Linked DNA regions of Sus scrofa: all the other regions are linked to region 1. A link is a contact called in public Hi-C and HiChIP or PLAC-seq data. All regions are on one chromosome and are shown on one strand. Each heading gives the region's core, a stretch centred on a gene start, on an enhancer-like site or on the middle of the called end of the contact. The rest is flanking DNA. Distances are from core to core; before and after follow the strand shown. Region 1 holds the start of CAPRIN1 (caprin-1). Region 2 holds the start of ABTB2 (ankyrin repeat and BTB/POZ domain-containing protein 2). Region 3 holds the start of CAT (catalase).

The links. A called contact is a pair of places that touch in the nucleus more often than the background predicts. HiChIP or PLAC-seq counts read pairs in DNA pulled down with a chosen protein or histone mark.
Region 2: a contact with region 1 is called in a Hi-C map of liver, with 5 times the contacts expected there. The contact joins the promoter of ABTB2 here to the promoter of CAPRIN1 in region 1. A contact is called at or near these places in 2 of 5 promoter capture datasets (fetal liver and liver) and 5 of 47 Hi-C or Micro-C datasets (embryonic fibroblasts, heart right ventricle, liver and 1 more).
Region 3: an H3K27ac HiChIP or PLAC-seq map of alveolar macrophages shows a contact between it and region 1. The contact joins the promoter of CAT here to the promoter of CAPRIN1 in region 1. A contact is called at or near these places in 2 of 5 promoter capture datasets (fetal liver and liver), 2 of 47 Hi-C or Micro-C datasets (heart right ventricle and liver) and 2 of 2 datasets of contacts at active chromatin or transcription factors (alveolar macrophages and skeletal muscle).

Annotation. Positions count from the first base shown.
Region 1 is chr2:26,873,953-26,877,558 of Sscrofa11.1, reverse strand. CAPRIN1 (caprin-1) reads left to right here and starts at 2,134. Exons shown (of 19, transcript XM_005661021.3): 1 at 2,134-2,345; 2 at 2,910-3,125. The coding sequence starts at 2,910.
Region 2 is chr2:26,577,974-26,581,226 of Sscrofa11.1, reverse strand. ABTB2 (ankyrin repeat and BTB/POZ domain-containing protein 2) reads right to left here and starts at 1,701. Exons shown (of 17, transcript XM_003122881.5): 1 at 340-1,701. The coding sequence starts at 1,222.
Region 3 is chr2:26,532,415-26,535,586 of Sscrofa11.1, reverse strand. It overlaps CAT (catalase), which reads left to right and starts at 1,706. Exons shown (of 13, transcript NM_214301.2): 1 at 1,706-1,882. The coding sequence starts at 1,817.

The sequences.
Region 1 (3,606 bases), core at 885-3,384:
GCTTTCATACTTTAAACGGGCATCAGAATCATGCAGAGGGCTTATTAAAGCACAGATTGCTGGGCTTTATTTACCTCCAGAGTTTCTGATTCTCTAGGTCTGGGGAAAATTTGCCTAGCAGAATATTTCATGTCTGATCTTAAAGACACTGGTCAAATTCTATGGAATAAAACATTTTTCTTCTTTGAACTTCACTGGGCATACACATTGGCTGAGGACCTTGTCAAAATACAGATTACCTCAGTAGCTCTGGGATGGGGTCTGAGATTTGATAGTGACAGTGGTCAGGCTGAAACACTAACTGCCTCAAGGAGCTGAAGGATTTTAAATTTCCTTCTAGCCTTAGGCTTAGCATAGCTTTAGCTTAGTGCTAAGAACAGTTCAGGTGCTTAAGTCTTGAATAACCTTAAGTCAACTTTGACTTCTCTCACACCTAGCTGGTTGGCAAATCCTTTTGGTTCTACTATTGCAATGTATAAGCATCCAACCACTTGTCACCTTGTCACCACCTTCACTGTAACAGCCTGGCCACTACCATCTCTGGGCTGTATTATTTCAACAGACTCCTAATTGGGCTCCCAGCTTCTGCTCCACCCTCCCTCCCATTTCAAATACACGCTTACTGTAAATTCATTATATAATAGCAAGAGGATTAAAAAAAAAACACAGATTGATCATGTTCTTCTCTAAGATTATGCATGCCTGACTCCCTATTTCATTCAGCAAAAGCCCAAGTCCTAATAATGGCCTATCAGGCTTTACCTGACTGGCCCTCTTTGTCTTCGACCTCATCTCCTACTCTACTCTAGTCACTGTGGCTTTCTTGCTCTTCCTTGAACCCACCAAGCACATTCCCAATCTGAGTTCCTGGCACTTGGTTTTCCTGCTACCTGGAAAATTCTTCCAAGTGAATGGCCCTCTTCTTCAACTTCTTCGGTCTTGGCTCAAGGGTCATTCTAAGGCTTCTCCAGCCCACCTTGTTTCTTCTCTACCACTTCACTATCTGATATGCATTTATCTTCTCCCCACTTAGAATGTAAGCTCCATGAAGAAACTGTTTTGTTCACAATCCCTAGCACTCAAGAGTTCCTAGCACATAGTAAGGTGCTCTGTATTTGAAGACGAGATAACAGACTGCAGCTAACTGGAATATCTTGAGTCTGGAGGCTGCTGCTGTGTTTCTCTGGGCTCCCTCAGGATACACTGTTGCCAGCCAGTATTACTCATTTCATTCTCTAGGGAGCGGCGGGTTTGGTAGGCTCCTTTTCTAAATCCCTTCTATTATGGAATTTAAATTATAAATTGGTCATTTACTGTTGTCATACATCATGTGGCTGAATTTTCCACTGATTATATTTTTTTAATACACTTTCTTCTAGCCCTCAGCTGCTTTTTGTTCATTCTCCATAGCCTTATTACAATGCTGGAATAATTCTCTTGGAGCAGATAAAAAAAAAAAAACTGTGTTTCATTTAACATCTTAAGTTTTAGGTAAATTTAAAAGGAAAAAAAAATCTGATTCGTAATACTCAGGCCTCTTAGGTACCTGTCATCTTAAGGTAGCTGAAGATAATTTTAAACATGACGAGTCCAGAGTTTTAAGACAAAAACAAACAAAACCACCCAAACCCAAACATCCATCTTGCTCCTTTCTAACGCGTTTACACAGAACTCCTGGGTTACTGAGAGATTGTTTTGTAGGGGAAGCCGCAACTTGTCCTTAGACATTTTGGGGGTGTGGGAGTTTGCTTGCTCGCCGTACAGAAGGAATTCTAGAAGCTGGGATTGCACCACCCACCCCACACACCCCTTACTTGCAGAAACCTTTGCTCCCCCCCCCAACCCCCACCAAATAAGGGCTCCTCGCCCGGCAGTCGCCAGCTCCAGATCCAGCTGCTTGACACCTATTGTCCCTGTTTGGACGTCAAGCGACTTCGCCTGAAGGACCCTAGCTTTGATTTCGCTCAAAACTCAAGGCACTGCTCCGGCAGCCTCTCAGAGGCTGTTCCGACCTGGGCTGAGTGGCCAGCCCCCAGGCTAGGGTCTTGGGCAGGGGTGGCGGGAGGCTGGGCAGGCCCTTCCCCGCAGGCGTTCGCGCCGGGCAGCCCGAGCGGCAGCGAAGGCCCCCGCCCGCCGCTTCTCCCGCCCCCTCCGCCCCAGAGGGTTGGCTGCCTAAGTCCCTCCCGCTCCCAGCTCTCCGCCTCACTAGCAGCGGCTCTCGGTGCAGCGGGGAAAGGGCGAAGCGGCCTGCGCCCACGGAGCGCACGACACTGCCCAGAACGCACCGCCACCCTTGCCCCTTCAGCCGCCCCCTCGGGATCTCCAGCGGCCTCCGCGCGCGCACGGTGAGCGCCACCCCGGACTGAGGCGCTGAAGGGGAAGAGGGCCGCTGCCCCGAGTGTCCTTTACCTCCGGACTAGCTGGACTTTCGCGAGGGGCTTGCTCCTCAAGTCACCCCACCCGCCCTGGTCATTTCCAGTGCCCTTCTCCACCCTTCTCCGCCTCTCAGCCCCGATCGCTCTCTTCCCTCCCGTCCTCGCAGGGCGGCGAGGGCTGTCCCTTCCCTGCGGGGACCGTTGCACTGGCCGTTGGCGGCCGGCGCTGCGAGGCCCCGCCCCCGGCGCGAGCCTCGGTGCCCCGGGGCAGGTAGGCCGAGCCGGCGGCCGGCGCGGGGGAGGGGCGGGGGGCGGCGCGAGGCCCGGCCGGGCGCCCCGCTGGCGGGTCGCGCGCGCGCCCGCGGCCCCTTCCTGCCCCGGCGGCGCGCGCGCGCCGGCCCCGTCCCCACCCCCACCGCTCTCGCAGGCTCCCGCCCGCTGCGCGTTTTGTCCCGCGTCTCGCCCCGTCCGCCGCCTGACTCGCCGCTCTTGTCCTTCCTCCCGCTTTTTCTTCTCTCCCCTCACGGTCTCAAGATGCCCTCGGCCACCAGCCACAGCGGAAGCGGCAGCAAGTCGTCCGGACCGCCACCCCCGTCGGGTTCCTCCGGGAGTGAGGCGGCGGCGGGAGCCGGGGCCGCCGCGCCGGCTTCTCAGCACCCCGCGACCGGCACCGGCGCTGTCCAGACCGAGGCCATGAAGCAGATTCTCGGGGTGATCGACAAGAAACTTCGGAACCTGGAGAAGAAAAAGGTGCCCGGAGTTGGCGGGGAAGGGAGGGTTGGATGCTGACCCTGACTGCTGTAGCCTTCACGCTCCGCGTCTCGGGCGCTTCCCTTCCTCCCGGTCCCCACCCCCCACGCCCCGTCTCCCCGCTGGAAGTGGAGCTTCGTGCCCAGAAAACGGGCTCCGCGGGGAGGTGCTTGTCACCTGACCCGGACGTGGCGCTGGCCCCCGGGCTCCTTATTACTCTGCTCTTGCCGGGGGCCAGGCTGTTGGCCTTTGGGAGTGCGATGTGTAGGGGTGGGGGCCTGTCCGATCGCCGTGTGTGTGTGTGTGTGTGTGTGTGTGTGTGTGTGTGTGTGTGTGTGTGGTGTCCTTGTCTTCGTGGCCGAGGCTGGATCCGCGGGGGTCAGCGGGGGAAATGAGGACTCTCTGTGGGGAGGGCTCAGGCCCAACCGACTGCCTCGTGGAGTTGGGTTGTCCTACGTCCTATAGCCTAGGGGCTCGTCCG
Region 2 (3,253 bases), core at 452-2,951, 300 kb after region 1:
AGCAAGGCAGAGCGCGACAAGGCAGTAGTAAGCTTCACGCCAAGAGAGGTTTAGGGCTGCTCAAGAGGTTCAATTAGTGAACAGCCGCCAATAGTGACACCACCATGCAGAACAGGTTGCAAAAGATCAACCACGACCTTGCCCCGCAAAAGTCAGTCGCCCAAAGAACACGCTCAGCCAAAAGCCTGTTAATAAACTTCTCCACTGGTAGACCAAACGTCTTCTTTCAGGTCCTGAATTTCTTTTCTTTCGCCTTAGGACATTCACCCCCTGGGTAGCCCAGGGCGGATTCCTCTCCCACCCGTACGAGGGTCGAGGGTCGGGAGCCCGTGTGCTTACCATTGGCGTTCTTGCCGCAGATGAGATGCTCATAGGGCTGCAGGACGCCCCAGAGCTCGGCATCATTGTTGATGACCATCTCCAAGGCCTCAGCGGACACCTCTCCGCCTCCAGCACCTCCGCCGTCGGGGCTCTGGCTGGCCAGCACCCTGGCCCGGATCTCCTCCACCAAGTTCTCCATGCAGGCGGTGAGCGAGATGGCCGCGTACTCGTGGATGCGCACGGAGATGCGGGTGTCCACCATCCAGCGGAAGAAGCGACCCACGGAGAAGGTGAGGCCACAGCGTGCCGACTTGCCCCGGCGCAGCCCATCGCCAGCGCTCATGCTGTACAGGGACAGTGCCTTGACGGCGGCCAGGGCGCAGCTCTCGGCCAGTGCCCAACTGTGAACCAGGCGCACGGCGCTCTGCACCTCGAAACGGGTGCACTTGGCGTGCAGCACGCTCAGGCGCTGCGCCTCGCGGGCCACACGGATGAGCGCCCGACGGAGCAGCCCCGCCAAGCGCCTGACCGCCTCGGCGGAGAATAGGGGCAGTCGCCGGGCGCCCGCACCTTTGCGAAGCACCCGGGCCACGTCTCCCTCGGTCCAAGGGAACTCCTCCAGCTCGGGGAGGCGCGGGCAGCGCGAGAAGAGGTCTGCCACCTCGGGGTCCTCGGGCAGCACCGTGTTCACCGTGTCCCAACTGTTGTGGCGGCTGTTCATGGAGCCAGAATAGCACCACCAGGCCGCCCCGCGGTGCTGCTGCGCCGAAGAGTTGAGCGCCTGCGAGTTGGACTTGGAGGACGAGAGACTGAGAGAGCGGCACGAGTCCCCCGCCCCATACCCGGAGTCCAAGGTCAAGTCCTCCAGCGTCTTCAAAGTGGAACTGTACGTCCCGGCCATGGGGAGCCTGCCGGGGGCGGCCTCGCCGAGCGAGGGGCGCTCACAACTCCATGCGCCCTTCCCCAAGTGGGCAGAAAAAGCTCTAAGCTCTCCCGGGCGCCCTCCTTCCTCTTGGCGCCGCGGGGCTTGGCCGCCGCATCGCCCGCCCGCCTGCTCCGGCGGCCGCGGGAAGGTAGGCGAGATTCCCGGCTGCCGGAGCCCCCCGCGTCTGGCGGCCCGATTCCAAGCTGTCACTGGAACGGTCCCCCGCTGCTCGTCCTCAGCACTCCCCAGTCCACTTCAACTTCCCCCAGGCAGAGCGTCTATCCTCCGTAGAGAAGGAATCCCGAGAGAACAGGGCGGCGGCGGCAGGAGAAGGAGGCGGCTCCCGGCGCTGCGCGAGTCCCGGACCAGCCGGCCTGAAAGCGCTCGGCAAACTTCTGCGCTGAACCGGCCGCCCGCACAGCTGGGTACCCGGCTGCTGCCGACATGCAAATAACCAGCGGCGGGCCCACCAATCATCGGCCGTGACGGGCAGGGGTTGCACCAATGATCTCCCACAGGGGCGGTCACTATGCAGATTGCACTCAGCCGCGGGTGAAACCCCGCGGCGGCGGAGGCGGGGCTGGAGGCCGAGGGTCGAGAAAGGCGGCTGGGAGGACGTTGGAGGAGGGGGAAGAGAAGGAGAATGAGAGAACTGGGAGCTGGGATGTGGGGAGCAGAGACTGGGAAAGGAGAGGTTGAAACGCGAGGCTCGGGAGCCCACGATTTAAAGAAAAATATAAAGGAAAAGCCACTGTGCGCTGTCCTCTTCCCGCCGTCCGGGCTTTGAGTGTTCGCAGCTCCGTTTCGAGCCTTCTGCTGCCGAACGCCAATGCTGGCGTGGGTCGCAGAAGGAGGTTGAATAGGGAAGGGGACCTCGGCATGGGGGAGGGGGTCCAAGCCTGGCGCTCCACCTCTCCGAGGACTTTCTGCCAAGTCCCTCCCTTTTTCTCCGAGACGAAACTCCAGTTGTGTTTGGAGAGAGGAGGAACGCCCCTAACTTGCCTCCCTTCCCAAATCCGTCTGGTTTTCTTGACGTTGCTATCTAGGCTCCAATCAGAACAGAATTTCTTCTTAACCTGGAAACTGATAGACCGACGGGCTCCAGGAGGCCTGCGATTCCGCCCCTGCCTCCCCAGGCACTTGAAATTACACACGCAATAGTCGGAGTATTTCTCTGGGGAGAGGCCCAGATCAGATTCTCAAAAGTGTCCTTGACTCCCCTGTTACAACTGTGCAACGCTGCTTGCCATCAGGTGCCTTTCTGATCGAGATGCCAGTGTCCCACAGTGTCTATGTGTAGGGTTATTACTGGAAGAATGTGAAGGTGAGAAACGTCCCTAGCGCTGGCCTGGGATTGGAACACCTGGCTGAATTTAGCTCTTCCTAATGATGTGACAAGGGAGAAATATATGCATCCCCGCCCCCAGCCCCAGGACTTCCTTCCTCTGAATAAAATGAGAGCTGACATCCAAGAAACACCATTGTAAACCTGTCTCAGATGCGTCCTAATCAGAGCTTTATTGGTTCTAGCAGATCCACGCCCGCCCCACTCCGTCCCGCAGTTGTCCTGTAACTATTCACACACGTGCACGAACGTGCATGTGCTGTGCCCCCTCCAGTGTGAAACCGCAAAATCAAGGAGACTGCGCGAGTTTCCCCCAAGTCAGCCTCCTCCCGCACTCTGGAATAGAATAGCTCCTTTGTGCTGTATCTTACATGGCCCTGACCTTGGGCCTTGAGTTGATACGAACTAGAAATGTCTGGTTTGTCTCTTCTTAAATTAACTGCCTTTTCCTGTGAAACTCCTTTTTCTTGGGCAGTTTTGCCTGATTGTTTTTTCCTGCGGGTCTTTATTTATGCAATATCGCCGCCTCGTGGTTAAAACTGGGGACGGCTTCAAGGGTGGGCGTACTAATGAACCACCCAAGTCCGCAGAGTCTAAATCAAGAGAAGACACAAAACTACATCTTAAGCAGGAGCGACAAGTCGAAGTAGGTAAGGAGGTTC
Region 3 (3,172 bases), core at 457-2,956, 340 kb after region 1:
CTGAAAGACTTGTCCTCATGCAAATAACGTTATAAACAGTGGTTTGATTTCCAGTCCTATCAACAAAAATCTTTTTTTTTCCCATACAGATGTGACCAGAGTCCTAACAGTATGCTAACATTTCAAAGACAAGCACAAGCATAAAAAGTGATATGAATCCAGAAGTAAAGGAAAAGAGCAACAGTCGTTTTGGAATAAGGCAACCCCTGACCAAACAAAGATGAAAACAACCGAGGGAAGGGACGATGTGAAGGATAAATGTGATGCCCTATGAGGGGAGGTTCACAGAGGGGAAGGAAGATCTATGATGTGGCCTCAGGATGAGAAGCTGTAGGGGTCCAGATCTCTGTGAGGTTTAGGATCCCATTTCTTCCAGCTTTATTACACCAAGGCAACTGTCTCAAACTTTGCAGACAATCTCTCTAGCTGGGGATGAGCAAGTCTTCCTTTCAAACTTCATCTATCTAAGCATCTTGACAATATTACAAAATATATTGTTATTTTACCTATGAAAATGCACTGCTCCAACCTCTCAAAAATTAGCCACATTAACTTGTTGACATATTCTAGACTCTAGGCCAGCCTGTCTATGAATAAATAGTGGGCCTGAGCATCTTAGTTAATTATTCTACAGCAGGAGCAAGCCAACCTCTCTTGATGTTTGTTTATACTCTGTCATGGTGGGAAGAACTTCATTGACCTTTATCGTCTTTTTGTTGTGAAGATTAACTGATATAGTCTGGCAAACATCTAGCAGTGTCCAGCACATAGTAATAACTCAAAAGAAGGGAAACTTTTAAGCCAAAAAGGGAATCTAAAAGGCTGAAATTTCTTCTTACGGATTTTAGACTGCGTCCATGTTTCACATCTTTTCTTTTTTTTTTTTTTCCTTTTTAGGGCCATGCTCTTGGCATATGAGAGTTGCATTGGTGGAATCGGTGGAATCGGAGCTATAGCTGCCTGCCTGTGCCACAGCCATAGCAACTTGGGCTCCAAGCGGGATCTGTGACCTACACCACAGCTCACGGCAATGGTGGATCCTTAACCCATTGAGCGAGGCCAGGGATAGAACTCTCATCCTCATGGATCCTAGTCGGGATCATTAACCACTGAGCCACTAGGGAGCTCCCTGTGGTTTTTTTTTTTTTTAAGGTACATTTTTCTGTGCACAATCTGTAACAGAAAAAAATGATGTAACATTTGAGGATATAACTACTGGTTATACTTAAATGCAGAATCAATGTTTGCATTTATTCCAAATTGCATCAATCTTTCAGGTTGTAAACAATATTAACATTAGAGCATGACAAAACTACATTTTGAACAGAAGAAACTCAACCCAGGATTCCTGGGTTTTTGTTTGTTTCGGTTTTTTTGAGCTGAGAGCGTATTTACAGACTTCAAAGCCCCACCCAGCAGGGCCTAAGCGTTCCCTCAAACAAAACTGGCACGCCACCAACCGCCGCGTCCCAGGGCACCCTGAAGGATGCTGATAAGCTGAAGGGAGAGTCAAGTTCGGGTACTGGAGGCCATGCTTAGTTCTTTAACCCTGCGGTTCTGGGGTCGCAGGGGCGGGGCCCACCTTCTTTTCCCACCTCTCCCCTCCAGGAGTCCCAGGTCTTCACCCCACCCCATTTGACTACCAATCCCATCCCGCCTGGAGCTCGAGCGGCCAATCAGGAGGCGGCCCTGCCGACGGGGCGGGACGAGGAGGCGGGGCTGAGTGACTGAGTCCGAAGTCGTCTACTTCAGGCGCAGGGCCGGAGACCGGCGAGTGGAGGCTGCCTGCAACGTTCTGTAAGGCTAGTCGGACACCATGGCGGACAACCGGGATCCAGCCAGTGACCAGATGAAGCATTGGAAGGAGCAGCGGGCCGCGCAGGTACACCCTGCGCTCTCCGAGCGGGCCACGCAGAAAGCTCGGCGCTGGGGAGTAACGGCTCCTGCCTCCCAGCGCTGCGGTTCCGGGGTAGCTGTACCACGATCACGGGCGGGAGGTGGTGGTGCTGCCTTTCGGTCTGAATGGACTGTTACATTCGCCGACAGGAGGGGAGAGGGTTCTGCGGCGGGAGGCCCCCAGCCTGCAGGATTTGCAATCGGCCGCAGGGCGCGGGTGGTTTGGCTCATAACTTTGCGCTTTTGCCAGCTGGGACAGAGGTCGCGGCTTGAGGCGGGAGTGAAGGCTCATGGGGAAAGAGGCAGAGAGCTGCAGCTGCAAGAAAGGAAGCGAGGGGGGAAGTGGGAACGGTTCCAGCTTTGCCCTTGCACAAACAGTAAGTACCAGCTTTCATAGTTTCGGGGTGCCGTGGGTCAGGGATTGTGTTTTATCACCTTCATGTCCTCAGCACCGTACACACAGCATTTAACGACTGCATTAAAAGATTTTTGCTTCAAGACTTCTTTCGCATTTAAAAAACAGCAAGCCTAGCATTTTAGAGCTAGAAGCAACCTTAGGAATTGATGAACGCTTTTATTCACGCATATGCTTTGAGTGCCAGCATGCGCTGGACGCTGTGCTGGGATGAGGGGCGCATATTCCAATGGAATATGTTAGTTAGAAGTTCAAAGTCTAGTCGGGAGACAAGGCAGATAAACAGATGATTACCTTCCAGCGCGCTGCGGGCTCTAATATAGGCCATCTGTAAAGTTTAAAGGGAGTGACCACCTGGGCTGGCAGGCTTCTCAGAGCAGGTGACATCTGAATAAGAGCTTTAAAGGTGAGTAGGATTTCAGACCAGTGGTGGTGAGCCAGGCCTTCCTGACCTGTACCCAGGGGTGCAGAGCCCTACAGGGTGTCTGCAGAGGTCGGATGGGATGAGGGCAGGTGTGTTTTGAGTCTTTTGTGTGTGTGTGTGTGTGCATGTCTTTTTAGAGCTGCACCCATGGCACATGGAGGTTCCCAAGGCCAGAGGTCCAGTCGGAGTTCCAGCTGCCAGCCTACACCACAGCCACAACCATGCCAGATCTGAGCTGCATCTGTGACCCACATCACAGCTCACGGCAATGCCAGATCCTCAACCCACTGATCGAGGCCAGGGATCAAACCCGAGTTCCCATGGACACCAGTCGGGCTCGTTAACCGCTGAGCCACGAAGGGAGCTCCTGTTTTGAGCCTTCTTTTGTCAGATTGGCCCAAAGAGTCTGAGGGACTCTTGCCCAGTTCCCATGGTAG